Regions from separate parts of the Hordeum vulgare genome. Here region 1 is linked to region 2. The links are chromatin contacts, called in public Hi-C maps. All regions are on one chromosome and are shown on one strand. The core of a region is the stretch at or near the end of the contact, and the rest is flanking DNA. Distances in the headings are between cores, read along the strand shown.

Evidence for each region. Hi-C and Micro-C count contacts between places; a contact is called where the count stands out from the background.
Region 1: a contact with region 2 is called in a Hi-C map of leaf, with 4 times the contacts expected there. The contact joins the promoter of LOC123444151 here to the promoter of LOC123444148 in region 2.

The regions. Positions count from the first base shown.
Region 1 is chr3H:441,994,555-442,000,370 of MorexV3_pseudomolecules_assembly, reverse strand. LOC123444151 (alpha/beta hydrolase domain-containing protein 17B) reads right to left here and starts at 1,377. Exons shown (of 5, transcript XM_045120779.1): 1 at 809-1,377. The coding sequence starts at 1,176.
Region 2 is chr3H:441,729,867-441,735,863 of MorexV3_pseudomolecules_assembly, reverse strand. It overlaps LOC123444148 (zinc finger protein BRUTUS-like), which reads left to right and starts at 4,220. Exons shown (of 14, transcript XM_045120772.1): 1 at 4,220-4,715; 2 at 5,716-5,925. The coding sequence starts at 4,443.

The DNA of each region.
Region 1 (5,816 bases), core at 128-2,627, 270 kb before region 2:
CCTCCACAAAATACATTATCTTATTTCTTTGGCACACCCACAATGTCGGGTACAGTACTTCAGCTCCATTCTTACCGTATAACGGTATAACTAACAAGAGATAGCCTGGAACTATTAAACTTAAGTTACAAAATTCCTGCTGTAGCACATACAGCATGCCTACAAGGAAACCGCTCATGTATTCTGAAATCCATCCAATCCTAGAAATAAGGTCGATGTTTTCTAAACTAACGGACGGATACGGTGTGTCCCTTAACACCAAAAACAAGAACCGAAAATACGTTGAGGGTGTCGCAATTTTGGACAGCAATACAAAGATAATTTTCATGGTTGGACAGATTACATAGTGCTAAACAGTAACTGGAACCGGAAACGTGGTATCTTGCTACCAGCAAATACAGCTGAATTTCATCCGCAGTTAATACTAGCAACTAGGTTCTTTTTCCCGCAAAAAACTAAGTTGTTTTTCCTGTGCAATTCAAAAATTTGAGCCTAGATAAGAGGATCTGCAGCAGTGAAGTACTACCTAAATATAAGGTGATTCATTGAGAATTTACCCCGAACAAAATAGAGAAACCCCCTTTTTTGCAAGATTGCAGCAACCAATCAGAAATAGGCACGCCGAATCTAATAGTACTAATAATAAATGCACACCAAATATCTATTTACTACTCCAGTACGCACCTTTCCCAAACGTCTCCCGGAAGTTTCCCCCAATGGAAACCTTCTCACTAGCGAGCAACTCCGGTTTAGAAGTAGCAGCCGCAAGAATGAAGCGGAGTGATGCGGGGGGGAAGGGGCGCATTACCCGAAAATGTTGACGCGGAGGCGGCGGCTGAGCTCGACGAAGAGGCCGTACATCTGGCCGAGGTCGGCAGCGTTGCCGTGGGAGTAGAGCAGCGTGGCGGAGGCCCGCGCGTGGCGCACGTAGACGGCGACGATCTCGTTCCCGCGGCGCGTGCGGAGGCGCACCACCTCCGTGGCGTCCTCCTCCTCGGCGGCGGCGGCGGAGGAGGAGTCCCCGCCGCCGTCCCGCCTCCGGCGGCGCGCGGGGGGGCGAGAGATCTCGGGGATGAGGAGGCGGCCGGTGGCCGCGTCGGCGACGACCGTGTAGGAGGGCGGCGTGGGCGGGAAGAAGGCGAAGCGCGCGGCGATGGTGGACGTCACCCCGCCCATGACGTCGGCGGGCTCCGGGAGGCGCGGTGTGGTCAGCTACGCCGCCGCCTCGGGGCGCGCGGCGGCATGCGAGGTGGAGGAGGGTTTGGATCGGAGGGTTTGGTGGTGGTGGTGGTGGTGGGAGCAGAGAGGAGGGGGGAGGGAGGTGGGAGCTCACTCACTCGCTGGAGCGAGCTTTTTTCCTGGCGAGCGCGTTTAATCCTAGCGCTGGATTTAGCTCGGGGTTTCTTTAGATTTTAGCGGAAGGAGCGAAGCGGTTGGACTCACCCGGACCGGAATGTGGCGGATCGGCTGAGGCCGTGCCCGCCAATTCTGTGGTCGTCGTGGTAGCCTATGGTCTCTATGACTCTACGGTGGGTGGCCAACTAGTGAAACATTTCTCCCTGCTTTCTCTTTAACTGTATTTTTTTACTGGTACTAATCAAAATGGATTAGAGAACTAGGGGTGGCTGGACGAAGAGAACTAGGAGTCCAGCTACGTTGAAGGGAGAGAACATGGCAAGGCTGGTACCCTTTTTCGTTTCCCGATAAAAGAAAAGGTTTGTCTTTGGGATAGGGGGGTGTAAAGGAATGACGACTGCAACATACCAGTACATGACAAGCTGTATGGCTCCTTTTGTAAAGAACTCGTCTATCTTTCCCTCTCTCGCTGCGCTTCATCGTCAGTGCGGGGCATGTGCTCGAGCTTGGAGTGTATCCTACACTTAATTGGGACGGCTCGAGCAAATGTAAATAAACCTACGCATACACAAACTTGGCGAAATCAACAAACCATGGGCACCAGCAGTCCATAATCATCCGGGAAGTTGTCCCACACGAAGCCACCCACGCAAGGTCAAGCACATACGATGCGCCGACGGGTGAGCCCAAAGCGCGCCCAACCAGCTGCCTCCGGCAACAATCATCATCAATCTTTTCTTTCTTTTGAACCGAATCATCATCAATCGTTCTTTCTCCTGCTGCTGCGGGTTGGATAGGAATCGGTCTCTCCGTCCGTATCCCCCGTTGTTCGCTTTTGAATTGATCCATGATGATGAAGGCAGGGCAAGGAAACAGGAGATGCGGCATCATATCGCGGCGGGGCGTGATGGGCATGGGAGACCAGGTCACGAGGAGGTTGACCAACGAGTTTGGCTGGGACTCGTCACCCATCTGCCGCGCTACCTACGCCCGATTCACCCGGCAAAAACCACGTATCCAACACGGCTGCCGAGCTTCAACGAGATTTATTTAAGATTAAGAGGAGGCTAAATGAAAATTAAACCGGGTTTTTAACACATAAATTAAACCGGCTTCAGGGGGCTAATTTGGTGTATTATGTGGAACTAGATGACCTGCTGCGTATAATACTGCAGATATCGGAGGCGGTTTTCCGACAACAACAAAAACAAAGCTCTCGCAATTGACTGGGGATTCTCCCGGCAAAAATCACGTATCCAACACATCGCCCGAGCTTCAACGAGATTTATTTAAGGTTAAGAGGAGGCTAAATGAAAATTAAACTGGGGTTTTAACACATAAATTAAATCGGGTTGAGGGGGCTAATTTGGCGTATTATGTGGAACTAGATGACCTACTGCGTATATTAATGTAGACGTCGGAGGCGATTTTGCAACAACAACAAAAACATCTCTATATCATTGACATTTTTCATAACTGTATGTTCTTAAGATTTCCTCGCTGTTTGGATAACTCTTGTCGTCCTGAATCCAACAAGCTTGGTCGGTACTTTCGCTATGTAAAGAGCGGGCGTAGTTTTTTACCACCGTTCTCAGACGGTAGTACCGCAACCATGTCCGGTACTACCGTGTCGGATTTTTACACAGTCGTAGCCTGAGCATAATTTTTTACTTCCGTGTACCTCCTGTGGCAGTTGGATACTACCCTGCGGTAGTACCGTAAGGGCGTGCGGTAGTGCCGCTCCGGCGGTTCTACCGCTCGTTGCCTCGTGCAGTAGTTCCTCCCTCTGCCACTACCATGCGTGCGGTAGTACCGCACCGGGCAGCGGTAGTACCGCTCCTAGCAGTGATAGTATCGCTTTGCTCGGGTTGTAAATGAGGGTAACGGTTGGATTTTTTCCTCCACTATATAAAGAGGGTCTTCTTTCCCAATGGTTCTTATCCGTTGACTTTCCTCATTCTTGACCTTCTTCGAGCTTGCTAACTCTCAATCCCTGTAATGATTCTTGCTCCTTTTTGAGGGAAAAGAGAGAGGAGATCTAGATCCACATTTCCACCAATCACTTTCTCCACTAAGTGAGGGGAACCCCTTGAATCTTGTTCTTGGAGTTTTTGGTGTTCTTCTTTGTTCTTCCACAATCATTGTTTTATGGACGCACCTATTTGAGAGAGAGAGACCATCATCATGATTTGTTATATTACTCTATGTGATTCACTTATACCTTTTGAGCTTAGCAGTTGCTCTAGTACTTCACTTATATCTTTTTGAGCACGACGGCGTGTAGATTTTATAGAAATAATACGCTCTCGTTCTTCACTTATATTTGTTTGATATCTGGAAAAATAGTGACGGTAACTTGCATGGGTCATAAGACTAGATCAAAAATAATGAGTGTTCAATAAGTGATAATTAAAACCATCATGTAGCACATATAGAGAAATTATGGTTAATGATATTGATGTGGTGATATGAAAAGGTGTCAGTGCATAACTATTAATTCAGAGAGGTTTTGATATTAAGATATGTTAAAACTTCTTGAACATCTGAAAAATGAAAAGGGCATGATGATGATGTGGGAGCATTTCTATTCCTCGTTGAAAACCTAGTGTTGTTTCGAGTCGGAGTCACGCGATGGTTAATTCCTACCAACCCTCTCCCTCGGGGCATGCGAGTAGTACTTTGATTTGTGATAAGACTAATAAAACTTTGCAATAAGTATATGAGTTCTTTGTGACTAATGTGACACAATGGACATATGCAATCTCACCTCCTCCTACTTGCTAGCCTCTCTAGTACCGCGCATAGCCTATTCTCACCTCAAGGATTGGTGCAACTTCCGCCTGTGCATCCAAACCCCGTGACATGATACACTATGTTGAACATAATCCTTATTATATCCTCCTAAAAACAGTCACCATACCTACCTATTATGCCATTTCCATAGCCATTCTGAGATATACTGCCATGCAAATTTCATCGTCACTTCTCATGAATTGTTCGTTCATCATAGTATTGCTTTGCATGATCATATAGAGCTGGCATCGTATTTATGGCAAAGCCACCATTCATAATAGCATTTGTGGCAAGGCCACCAAAATTCATAAGCTGAATACATGTCATGCTAGATCATTGCACATCCTGGTACACTGTCAGAGGCACTCATATCGGAGTCATGTTGCTTCATTCATCATATTGAGTTATCTATGAGTTGTAATTAAATAAAAGTGTGATGATCATCATTATTAGAGCATTGTCCCTGTGAGGAAATAAATAGGGGGGAGGCCAAATGATCCCACCATAAAAAATGAATGAGAGAAAAAGAGAGAAGGGACTTTGCTACTATCCTTTACCACACTTGTGCCTCAAAATGGCACCATGTTCATCATGTAGAGAGTCTCATGTTATATCATTCATATGCCAGTGGGAATCAAAATATTTATAAAATTGGCTTGTATATTCTGATGACGGGCGTCCTCAAATTCCCAATGTCTTCATGAGCAAGCAAGTTGGATGCACACCCCACTTAGTTTCAGTGGAGCTTTAATACACTTATAGCTCCAGTGCATCATTTGCATGGCAATCCCTACTCCATGTATCAATATATATCAATGGGTATCTTCATAACCCGTTGGTATGCCTGGTTGATACGAGACTATCTTCTCCACCTTTCAACCCCTTTGAAACCTACCACCTTACTCTATTCCACCTATATGTTATATCCAATGGTTCAAGCTCATGTATTGCGTGAAGAATAAAAAGTTGATGCATATTGAAATAGTACGATCCAATTGCATGACTTGCGCACCGTGGTGCTTGACATTTGTAGTTTTGTGATGAAGATGGAGCCATGCCTTGCTAATATAATAAAGATGGAAAGGATTGAAACAATCTTTGAGGACCGTACACTTTGAAAAATTAATTGTTTTGCTCCTTATACTTATAAATATGGCTATGTTAATACTTATTAATTCATCGTTTATCAATGAGCATACGTAGATAAGAATACATCATGGATAGCATGTCACATCAAAAATTCTGTTTTTGTCATTTACCTACTCGGGGACAAGCAGGAATTAAGCTTGGGGCTTGATACGTCTCCAACGTATCTATAATTTTTGATTGTTCCATGCTATTAAGTTATCATTTTAGAACACTTTTTAGGCACTTATCTACCAATTTATATTATTTTTGAGCACTAACCTATTGACCTACTGCCTAGTGAAAACTTTTCAGGTTCTAGTACCAAACAAAGCCCAATTGACCTGAAAGTTTTTGTGAATTTTTTGTGGACCAAAACAAGATCATGGATCATCAAAATAAGGCCGGGAGGCTCATGAGCCCACCACAAGCCATCACGGTGTGGCCTGGGGGCGCGTCCTGATGGCTTATGGCCGCCCCGTGGCTCTCCCAACCCCGTTCTCTAGCTTATAAATTCCTATTTACCCGAAAAACTCCAGAGG
Region 2 (5,997 bases), core at 2,971-5,470:
CCATGGTATGGTAAGCATTGTCCATTACGTGTTTGTGTACTAACCCATGGTCTTCGTGAGAGTTCTATGTGGGGTTAGGTGTGTTTCCATGGGCTTGCGTCAAAGGGAAGATCTCATACAACCCATGGAGTATGACGTCAAGTTGTGATCGTCATCAAGATTGCGATGTGCAAGTTCAAGTGGATCAGCACGAAGATAGCATGCTTGAAGCTTTCCGTCCATTGTGGTGGCAATGGACTTGTGAAGATATGCTGAAGAGTGGCTCACCCATAGTGAGTATGGGGGAGCAATCAACTAGTCTTCATCAAGCCAACACAATCAAGAAAAGTGGTCCATCTTGAGGAAGCCAAGATCATCATCATCTAGCTCAAGAGGACGAGGTGCAAGGTATAGGTTTGCCCTTGATAGGTTTTCTGGTTAGGATAGATTGCTGTTCTATCAAGGGGGGGCTCTCAAGTGAGTAGCTTGATCGTATCGTTCGTTGAAAGCTCAAACCATTTGCATCCTTGCATCATACTTCTTGGTTCTTGTTTGGTGTTTCTCTTTGTGAGTTTTAGAGCTTATGGTCATCTTCGTGACAAGCTCGAGTTCATCGAAAACGGAGTCCATATGCATCTACTATGATGTTTTCGATGTTGGAGTTTTTGCCGGTTCTTCATTCATAGAGATATCACATCTCTATATCTTTGGCATATTCATAACCGCATGGTCTTAAGATTTCCAGTCGTTGTTTGCATAGCCCTTGTCGTCCTGAATCCAACAAGCTTGGGTTTGCTCGATTCGAAGCTCGTATGCGAAAGTTATGGCTGTTTCAGTGGCGAGCGGTAGTACCGCTGGACCTAGCGGTAGTACCGCTAGAGTTGGCGGTAGTACCGCTGGCCCTAGCGGTAGTACCGCTGGCTGGCGGTAGTACCGCCCCTGGTCAGCGGTAGTACCGCTCCAGGAGCTTAGTACCGCCTGCCTAGCGGTTGTTCGTGGACGAACCTTTTTGCGAAGACTTTCTTGGCGGTGGTAGTGCCTTTGCACTACCAGGGGCCCAGCGGTAGTACCGCTGGGGCCAGCGGTAGTACCGCTGGGGCCAGCGGTAGTACCGCTGCAGCTAGCGGTAGTACCGCTAGCTGGCGGTAGTACCGCTGGAGTGACAGCGGTGGTACCGCTGGAGTGCCAGCGGTAGTACCGCTGCAGCCAGCGGTAGTACCGCTGGAGCTCGGGCAGAGAGTGGGGGTAACGGTCTGATTCTTCCCCCCACTATATAAAGGGGGTCTTCTTCCCCCTTGCCTTATCCATCTGTTGAGCTCTTGTTCTATCTCCATTGTTGACATTCTTAGAGCTTGATTACTCTCTATCCCTCCAATGATTCTTGCTTGTTCTTGAGGGAAAAGAGAGAGGAGATCTAGATCCACATCTCCACCAATCAATTTCTCCTCTATGTGAGGGGAACCCCTTGGATCTTGATCTTGGAGTTCTTTGTGAGCTCCTTGTTCTTCCTCTCATATTTCTCCATAGCTTTTGTTGTTGTGGAGGGATTTGAGTGTGAGGGACTTGATCACTTCGTGTGTTCTTGCCATTGCATTAGTTGCATCGGTTTGAGTTCTCCACGGTGATACGTGGAAGTGAGAAGTTGAGAAGCTTACTACCTTTGGTACTTAGTACCCTTGATATTGTTCTTCGTGGATGCTTTGGCGTCCTAGAAGCTTGGTGGTGTCTCGGAGCTCAATCATTGTGGTGTGAAGCTCCGGGAAGCGTCGGGGTCTCCAATAAGGTTGTGGAGATTGCCCCGAGCAATTTGTACGGGTACCGGTAACCGCCCCCAAGGGTTGCCACGTGTACGGGTTCGGTGACCGCCCCCAAGGGTTGCCATTTGTACGGGTTCGGTGACCGCCCCCAAGGGTTGCCATTTGTACGGGTTCGGTGACCGCCCCCAAGGGTTGCCATTTGTACGGGTTCGGTGACCGCCCTCAAGGGTCCCTTAGTGGAATCACGGCATCTTGCATTGTGCGAGGGCGTGAGGAGATTACGGTGGCCTTAGTGGCATCTTGGGGAGCATTGTGCCTCCACACCGCTCTAACGGAGATTAGCATCCGCAAGGGTGTGAACTTCGGGATACATCATCGTCTCCCCGTGCCTCGGTTATCTCTTACCCGAACCCTTTACTTATGCACTTTACTTTGTGATAGACATATTGTTTATTGTAATATATCTTGCTATCACTTAGTTGTTTATCTTGCTTAGCATAAGTTGTTGGTGCACATAGGTGAGCCTAGTTGTTTGTAGGTTTTGTGCTTGACATATTAAACGTTAGTTTTATTCCGCATTTGTTCAAGCCTAAACCTTAACTATTTTAAAGCGCCTATTCACCCCCCCCTCTAGGCGACATCCACGTCCTTTTCACTTTTAAATACCACTTTTATGGATCGGCCGTCGAGGAGCTCGGTGCTTACGCAGAGGTATGAAGAAAAATCTGAGACCACATCGCCTCCATACAGAATGTATCCTCCGGTATCTAACTCGATACAAGCTAACAACCAATGTGTATGCAAACACGGAAGCTATATAGACATGGTGGAGAAGGAGGGCGAAGCTGGCAGAGAGAAGAGGGAGCGGAGGCGCCGGAGTAGGTGGAAAGGCAAGGAACACACGAGCAGGAGGAGAAAGAAAGAAACTATGAGAATAAGAAGCATTCAAGTTGGCATCAGTTTTAAATGCAAATGTTTAATCACGTGGAAAAGAGAAGAAATCAAGTTGTTTTAAATATTGCTCAAGTAATGAAGTATTCATATAAGGGCACCGTCCTTAAAGACACTATGCTTTATAGAAATAGGGTGTTGTGAGCGCCGAGGGCAACGACCACGTGGTGGGACCCACCCGGGGTGTGGGCTCCGTAGCCCGGTCCCCCAAACGATGGGCTTGTGTTGTTCAAAGTCCGGGGCGGCGTGTCAGCTTGTTGCGTGCTTGTTGTCTTCGAGATGCACCACACTGACAAGACACCCACACTGCCCCAAGATTTAGCGGTTCCGCTCGCACCCCCACATAGACAAGAAGGAACCCATGCCACCATAGCCCCACCATTGCGCCCCCATCTCCCTCCCCCTCACTTCTCTCGCGACGAGGCAATGGTCGGCGATATCAACACGTTTGGCTTGAAAGAGCAGGCAGCGCGGGAGGCGTGCCGCTGGTTGCCCCTAACCCCGTCATGGTTCGCATACAATCCACCTCTCTCCTCCTTCTCTCTCGGGTTAATTTCGAAAAAGTAGATATGAACTGCAAGCAAGATCATGGGCTTTCCCAAAATTTGTTCTTGTTGGTCACACATGGTATGGATTTGTGACAAGCTTATGAAATTTCTAGATTTTGCTGAAGGAGTTAATCTTATGTGTCCTTAAAAGAAGTCGTAGATTTCATCGGTATTTTAGCGTCCAATACAATTTTCAATGTAAAAAACATTGTGCTTGATTGTTCAAGTACAATTAGTTTGCTATGTCACATGACCCTTGTGGACTCGCAATTCATTTGAATCTAGAAGATTATTCCGTATGCTAGCCAAACAAAGTTTCCGGAGTCTTACACCTTGTGTGAATCAAAATTTTCACTGATGGAGCACTTTTGTTGTTTATTACTCTCTTCGTCCGGAAATATTTGTCCTAAAAATGTATATAATGGATGTATCTATAACTAAAATAAGTCTAGATACATTCATCTCTAGAAAATAAGTCTAGATACATTCATCTCTAGGACAAGTATTTCCGGACGAAGGGAGTATATTTTTTTACCAAAACAATACGCCTAATTTTGTTCATGCTTAATTGATGTTGTAACCCACATTATGCCTTTTCACGCGTTCATTCCCCCCAAGGACAAATGGCACAAATCCGTGAAAATAGTCCCTTTCAAGTGGGTTCATTCTATTTCAGATTTCCTAGTTCTTTCCTGCTTCAATTATAAGTTAGTTGCAATTTTAGAAAGCCTAACCAAATAAGTATTTAAAATATTCAGAACAAACAGTTGGAACTGTCTCCACAACCTAGGTTATAAAAATAATCACACAGAGGACAAATAAGGCCAAAAAAATATTATATCAGCATTTCATCCTAGAAGGCCAAAAAAAATTATACGTATCAGCATTTCATCCTAGAAGGCCTAATCAAACACCGAGAATACTAAAAAAACAATAACTACATAAAGAAGAAGAGCGTCTCCTCAACCTAGTCTTCTCCTAGGTAGAAAAATAAACCACACACAGACACAGGACAAGAAGAGGGGAAAACAAAAATAAATTCAGCACGGCGAGCGAGAGAGACCCCCCGCAGAAGCCAGCGCGACGCCAAATCCATTCCTCTTCCCTCTCCACAGGCTGAGACGAGGCCAACCGAAGCGAGCACGAACACCCTAGGCGCGCGCGCTCAGAGCCGTGGCGGAGTCGTCGGGCCCGCCGTAGGCAGCGGATGGCGACGCCCACGCCCATGGCCGGCGAGGGGACGCTCGCCGCGGTGATGCCGTTGTCGCCGCCCCCGCCGGCGGCGGCCGCGGGGTCGGCGGCCGAGGCGCCGATGCTGATATTCCTCTACTTCCACAAGGCGATCCGCGCCGAGCTCGAGGGCCTGCACGGCGCCGCCGTGCGCCTCGCCACGGAGCGCGCCGGCGACGTGGACGCGCTGGCCGAGCGCTGCCGCTTCTTCGTCAACATCTACAAGCACCACTGCGACGCCGAGGACGCGGTACGGCTGCTGCCCCTCCGCACAGCTCCGTTTTGTTTGAGGCATTTCGTTTTCCCATGTTTCCCCTCCCTGTAGCTGGTGTGAATTTGGGGGGTATGGACTATGGAGATGCGTGGGCGCGTACGAGTATCGGTGCTGTTTTGGGTTTAGGGTTGCGGAATTGTTCCCTTCGGCCTGAAGGAGCTGGGCGGGATTGGGATTGAATCCTTCGACCACTGTTAGGATCTGAATCCGGTGGACTCCATGCCATGATGTTGAATCTTCTTACGGGTAGCTTTTGATGCAGCACTGGACAGTATAAGATTGTTTGGCTGAATCAGCCCATGCTCACATGAATAATTGGTCGCACTTTTTGTCCTTCTGGCTTCTGATGTTGACATAACGAGATGATGCTCAAATCGTATAAGCCGTGATGCAAAAGCCTCCGTTCAATTGAAACCACAATGGTAACTTTGATATTGACATCATCATGTGAGGCTTTCTCTGTCTTGCTTCCATGGTGATGTTTTCTCACTTTCATTGGAGCACAACATAACTTTTACATCAATCATATATATTGGATGGAGTCGGATAGCGCTTTCTTAGTTTCAACCTGTTAGAGTCAGGGGCTAATGGAGGTCAGATTCTTCAACATTGTTTTGCTTAAATCTTGTTACCCTGCAGAATGATAATAGATCATCACTATTGTTGAGTGGCAGAGTTTCTAACTGACAAGAAATGCACCTTAATGTCCTATTTTCCTTCAATTGCTGCAAAAATAGAGGTTCTGTTTTGTAGCACAAAATCACTAGTGCTGTTGTAAACTTCTTTACCTTGACCATTTTTTCATGGGAAGAGCCGTCATAGTTGCTTGTTCAAATCTGTTTTGGTAATCTATCGTTCTAATGCTTTATTGTTTATGCTTTGCTATTTAGAAATATTGTGCAGATTAGTTGAGAGTTCTTCATACCATATTTTTTAATTAAAAACATGCTGATACTTTTTGTTTTGACAATTGCAGGTTATCTTTCCAGCACTTGATATTCGAGTCAAGAATGTCGCTGGGACTTATTCTCTAGAGCATAAAGGCGAAAATGACCTCTTTACCCAGCTTCTTGCTTTATTACAACTCGATATACAAAATGACGATGCTCTTCGGAGGGAACTTGCATCCTGCACAGGAGCCATACAAACGTGCCTCACCCAGCATATGTCCAAGGAAGAAGAGCAGGTCAGTACCATATTTCCTTTTTAAATGGCCTGTTATCATATTAATCAGTTCATATCCGTCTAGATAACGAAA